Regions from separate parts of the Sus scrofa genome. Here region 2 is linked to region 1. A link is a contact called in public HiChIP or PLAC-seq data. All regions are on one chromosome and are shown on one strand. The core of a region is the stretch at or near the end of the contact, and the rest is flanking DNA. Distances in the headings are between cores, read along the strand shown. Region 1 holds the start of PEF1 (peflin). Region 2 holds the start of COL16A1 (collagen alpha-1(XVI) chain).

What was found. HiChIP or PLAC-seq counts read pairs in DNA pulled down with a chosen protein or histone mark.
Region 2: a contact with region 1 is called in an H3K27ac HiChIP or PLAC-seq map of alveolar macrophages. The contact joins the promoter of COL16A1 here to the promoter of PEF1 in region 1. A contact is called at or near these places in 1 of 5 promoter capture datasets (fetal liver), 5 of 47 Hi-C or Micro-C datasets (brain, heart right ventricle, liver and 2 more) and 2 of 2 datasets of contacts at active chromatin or transcription factors (alveolar macrophages and skeletal muscle).

Annotation. Positions count from the first base shown.
Region 1 is chr6:88,169,019-88,171,682 of Sscrofa11.1, reverse strand. PEF1 (peflin) reads left to right here and starts at 1,357. Exons shown (of 5, transcript XM_003127768.5): 1 at 1,357-1,460. The coding sequence starts at 1,437.
Region 2 is chr6:88,242,382-88,245,045 of Sscrofa11.1, reverse strand. COL16A1 (collagen alpha-1(XVI) chain) reads left to right here and starts at 1,329. Exons shown (of 73, transcript XM_021095778.1): 1 at 1,329-1,457.

The DNA.
Region 1 (2,664 bases), core at 108-2,607:
ACTGAACATAGCAGTACAGCACAGCAGTCAGTGGCTATTGGATAAGACTGCAAAGGTCAGGTTGGGCCAGACTGTGAAAGGCCTGTGGTGCCATAATGAAGGGGCTGGGCAGGTAGAGGAGCCACTGCAGACTTTTCAGTGGGCTAGTAGCATGATCAGCACTGTAATTCTGGAAAGTGCCTGGCTAGATAGTTAGATAGATGGGCTGGAATGGACAACACCTTGTAACACTATTAATGAATTTATTTTAAAAAAAGGAGTTCCCGTCGTGGCGCAGTGGTTAACGAATCCAACTGGGAACCATGAGGTTGCGGGTTCGGTCCCTGGCCTTGCTCAGTGGGTTAAGGATCCGGCGTTGCCGTGAGCTGTGGTGTAGGTCGCAGACGAGGCTCGGATCCCACATTGCTGTGGCTCTTGCGTAGGCCGGTGGCTACAGCTCCGATTGGACCCCTAGCCTGGGAACCTCCATATGCCGCGTGAGCGGCCCAAGAAATAGCAAAAAGACAAAAAAATAAAAATAAAAAATAAAAAAATATAGAGGCCCTGTGGATATTATGACAAGCAAAACCAGACACAATCTGTGTCTACATGGAAGAACTAACAAATTAGTCAAATAAGCATGCAAAAAGGTGGAATGCCTGAACCACCAAGAGGCAAGTACATGACTATGAGGTCACTTAGTAACTAGAATTTTATCTACCTTCGAGACGAGTCAAGACTTCCCTGATGAGCAATGTGGCATCCATTGACCCCAGTTCTAGGCTACCCTCTGCCTCTAACCCACAGTGACTAGGACAAGTCATTGCTTCTTCGGACCTCAGCTTCCCCACTTATCAAAGAAGAGGCCCTAGATCTAATTTCCCTCCCACTCTGCCGCTTTGGAATAGCCTCACCAAATACCATAGATCCCACTCCAAAGCTACTAACTGGCACGTGGTGTCTTGACATTAGAACGAAGTACTTATCGCCCGTAGCCTCTAGCCTTCCCTGGAAGCTTGGGTCTGTTCCCTGTTGCCACGGCAACCGCCCGGGCCTTTCTCCGGGGAAAACTTGGAGTGACGACAGCAACTACGCCACTACCATGCGTCCCATCTGCCAGGTTAAAACATGGCCACCACTGTAACACTCCACCTAAATTTCTCTTTAAATACGTGGGACTGACCAGTTCTGGGGCCTACTCTAGGGCAGAAAATTTAAGAACTACTGCGCCAGTACAGGAAACATGATTCCGGAAACTGACATAGGAGCCTCAGCTCCTCCATCTCCTTGGGAGGCACCTGACCACCTCCCTCTAGCGTCACTTCCGTCGACCTTTGCGCCCAGGATTGATAGTCAGGTACATCCAATCAGAATAGGGCACACCCCCAGGCCCAGGAGGAGGCGGATTTGAGACTGGGAAGCCCCGCCCCCCGCCGACGTGTGACGTCAGAGTCGCCATGGCCAGCTATCCATACGGGCAGGTGAGTGTGTAAGAGGTGGGCCAATATAGGTAGAAGTCTCGCCAAGTCCTGGCCAGGACCCCCAGCTTCGCTTTCTCCCTGCATCCTCCGCGCTTTTCCCACGCAGGGGGCGGTGTCGCGCAGGAGAGAAGGGAAACGGGATGGTCAGTCGCACCTGGCTCACGTCACGCAGGACTGCACGTTGGGGAGGTCGTGTCGCGCCCCCTGTGACGTCGTGCACGCGAAGATTTGGGGCTCCTAGACCCCACGGAGTCAGGCTGCGCTTGGCCTGCGCTCCCTCTGGGGCTCCGGGCGGGGTCATCAACGTCACCGGAACGTTCAGAGCACTGGTTCTGTCGGTATCCTTTGGGGCGTCAGATTAAAATACACCCCTGACGTACTGGTTATTCTCTGAATAATCAGGAGAAACTGTGGTTTAGTAGGTTTTAGTATGAATGAGCTTGTTTGACTACTGAGTTAGTCCAGTACCTCCACATTTGACACACAGGAAAAGTGAAACCCAGAGAGGACATGGAATTTAGTCACCAGGGAGTTAGGTAGCAGAACCCAGGGCTGTCAGCAAATGCCTCTTACCTACTTGCCAGCCCATTTGATCCTGCCAAGAACACTACAGCAGGGTGATTCTGTGGCCAGAATCCGTTGGTGGATGACAGGAGTGGTAGAGTGATGAAGTGCAGTTTGGAGTCAGAGGAAGATTCACACCTTGGCTCCATCCCTTAAATAGTTTTGAGTCTTTGAGCAAAGTACTTTGCCTTTTTGAGCTTAAGTTTCCTCCTCTGTAAAACAGGGCCAAATAATGTCTACTTCATAGAGCTGGTATGAAGAATAATGAAATGATGCTTGTAAAGCATTTGGTACTACTAAGAGTGTAACAGGTGTTACCTTTTAGTATTTTGATTTTTATTAGATTCCTAGAAGGTCAGTGTTGGGAGGACCCTCAAAAGAGTCTCTTCATTTTATTTATTTATTTATTTTTCGGTCTGTTTAGGGCTGTACCCGTGGCACATGGAAGGTCCCAGGCTAGGGGTCGAATCAGAGCTACAGGCACTGGCTTACGCCACAGCCACAGCCATCCATGTTGGATCTGGTCCACGTCTGGGACCTGCACCACAGCTCAACAAAGCTGGGTCCTTAACCCACTGAGAGAGGCCAGGGATCGAACCTTCGTCCTCATGGTTGCTAGTCAGGTTCATTAACTGCTGAG
Region 2 (2,664 bases), core at 80-2,579, 73 kb before region 1:
TTTTTTTTTTTTTTTTTTTTTTTTTTTTGTCTTTTTTAGGGCCACGCCCGAGACATATGAAAGTTCCCAGGCTAGGGGTGTTACCAGAGCTGTAGCTGCCGGCCTACGTCACAGCCACAGGAACGCCGGATCCTTAACCCATTGAGCGAGGCCAGGGATAGGACTTGCATCCTCATGGACACTAGTTGGGTTCATGACCGCTGAGCCATGATTGGGAACTCCCGCCACTGAAAGCTTTGAGTCAGGAAGTGACACAAGCAGATCTCTGGTTTAGAAACACTTGGTTTGCTAGTAGTAGAAAAGTGGATAGAGAGAGGGTAAAATTGAAGGCAGGGAAAGCAGTTGGCAGGAGTTGCAGAAATCCAGGCAAAGGAGAGAGGCTTCCTGGACCCTTGGCAGTGGTGGTGATGGGCAGAAGCTAATATCCATAGATAATGAGGAAGAAGAGACGGGACTTGGGGGGAAGATCTTCAAATGACTATGGGAGGGGGCGAATCCCTGAAATGGAGCAGAGCAGGATGGTTGTGTGAGGGTGCCAGGAAGGAAGAACATCCAGGGAGAGGAAGGAAGAATTAGGGGTACAATGGACGCCACCCCCCACCCCATCTCTGCATCCCGCGATTCCCAAACTTCCCACTAGATGGAGGACTGGTGCTGGGAGACCAGTCCGCCTCCCATCCTCTGCCCCTCAACCCCCGGTGGGATGGGCCTCCACTTGCGCCTCTCCAAACCCCGCATCGCTGAAGTCGCCAGAAGGGCGCATGTATTGGGGGCCAGCAGTTGCCCCCACTCCCCAGGAATGTGCCCTCAGTCTCTAGGGCACCCAGCAGTAGGGGCAACAGGCCAAAGACCTCTGCCCCAAGTGCCCCCGTGCCCGGCTTTGTGCCCGCGTATACAGGGGTGCTTGCATACTCGGGGCTGCCTCCACCGCTTCAGCCTCCAAGACAGCCTGGCTTCCACAGACAGATACGTCCTCAGCTTTAGAGGCCTCCCCGTCAATGGCGCCATTGTTACTCCCTGACGCTCTCTTCCCCGACCCCGCGCTGGAGGAGGAGGCTCCCGTTCCCCTCGCTTCTGTCCCGGCCGCCAGAAGAGGGGGCCAGCACCAGTCCCAGGCTGTTAGAGGCCAGGGATCCAGGCCTCTCTGGACCCTGGGGCCAGGATACAAGGTTGGCTCTGGGCGGAGCCAGATAGGAGGCGGGGCCTAGGGTGGAGTCAGGGAAAGGCCCCCGGGTGGTGGGTGTGGCCCAAGGCGAGCTAGGGGCGTGGCCGATGGGGGTGGGGTGGGGATTTCCCGAACCCGGTCGCATCCTCCCCTCACCCTCCGCACAGCCCTCCAGCCGCTCCACCCTCCGCCCCAGCCGCTGCGGTCGCCCGGGAGCCCCGCCCGCTCTGGCCCTCAGTCCAATAGCCAGACAGACCGACCGTCGGAAGGCTCCAGGCCCCACTTAACAAAGGTCTTTTCTCGGGAGGCCGCGCCCAGCTCCCTGGAACTGCCAGGCTTTGAGGAGCGGGAGGAGGAAGGCGGGCGTGGGGGATGGGGAGGGAATGCATTTATTGGGCCTGCACCTCCACCCCACCCCCCCGCCCCCCGCGATCCCAAGGGTGTCCGTTCTTTTCTGGATAGACAGCTGGAGGTTCTGGGGCTCAAGCCCCGAACAGGAGGAGCGGGTCAGACGCCTGCACCGCCACGAGGCCGGCGTTTCTTCCCCTCTGCGCTCAGGCCTGGAGCAGTCTCTAAAAATAGACCGAGGCGCGGGAACCTGCCTATCCCGGAGGGGGTCTGGGAGGCCTGAGTCACCCTGGCGGGAGGGCCTCCCCCGCTACCCCCCATCTCGGGAGCCGAGGACGCCTTGACGCCCGGCCGGGCATCGCTCCGATCCTGTTGGCGGGACTCTGCGCTCTTGGCGGTGCCTTGTCCCCCCTCCCAGGCCCGGGGAGCAGTCCAGGCGATGGCGGCCCAGGCCGGGTGAGCGGTAGCCGTCACAGCCGGGAAGGATTAGGAGGTTCTGGTCCTGATTTATTTCGTTGTTTTTGTGCGTCTGGCGGCAGCCCCCCCCCAATCCCCCGCCCGCGGGCGGGACGGTCACTGCTACACCTGCCCTTCTTCTCCCACCCAGGCCCATGGAGATGTTCTAGGCTTCTGGGTGGGGACCTGGGCTCAGAGCAGGAAAACTCCCTAATTTAGATCTTAGAGGTTTCGGAGTTAGCACCCCCAACAGAAAACAGTTCCAGAGAGAGGAAGAGGCCTATTATGACACAGCAGATTGCGCTGTAACAACCCTGGATTCAAATCACAGCTCTGATTCTTAGCAAGCCACTTCTTAGGGTCTGTTTCCTTACTGTGAAGTGCTCAAGTTGAGGAAGACAACTGTTCACCTGTAAAATGGGAGTAATGATAGGATTGTCCTGATGAATAAAATTCTTTTTTGATTTTTCTCTTTTCTTTGGCTGCTACCCATGGCATGTGGAAGTTCTCAGACTAGGGATCGACCTACACCACAGCTGGGGCAACCACTGTGTCAGGCCAGGGATCAAACCAGGACCCAGCCACTGCAGTTGGACTCTTAACCTACTGCACCACAGCAGGAATTCCTAAAATTCTTTTTTATTTTTATTTCATTTCATTTTTGGGGGGTCTTTTTGTCTTTTTAGGGCTGCATC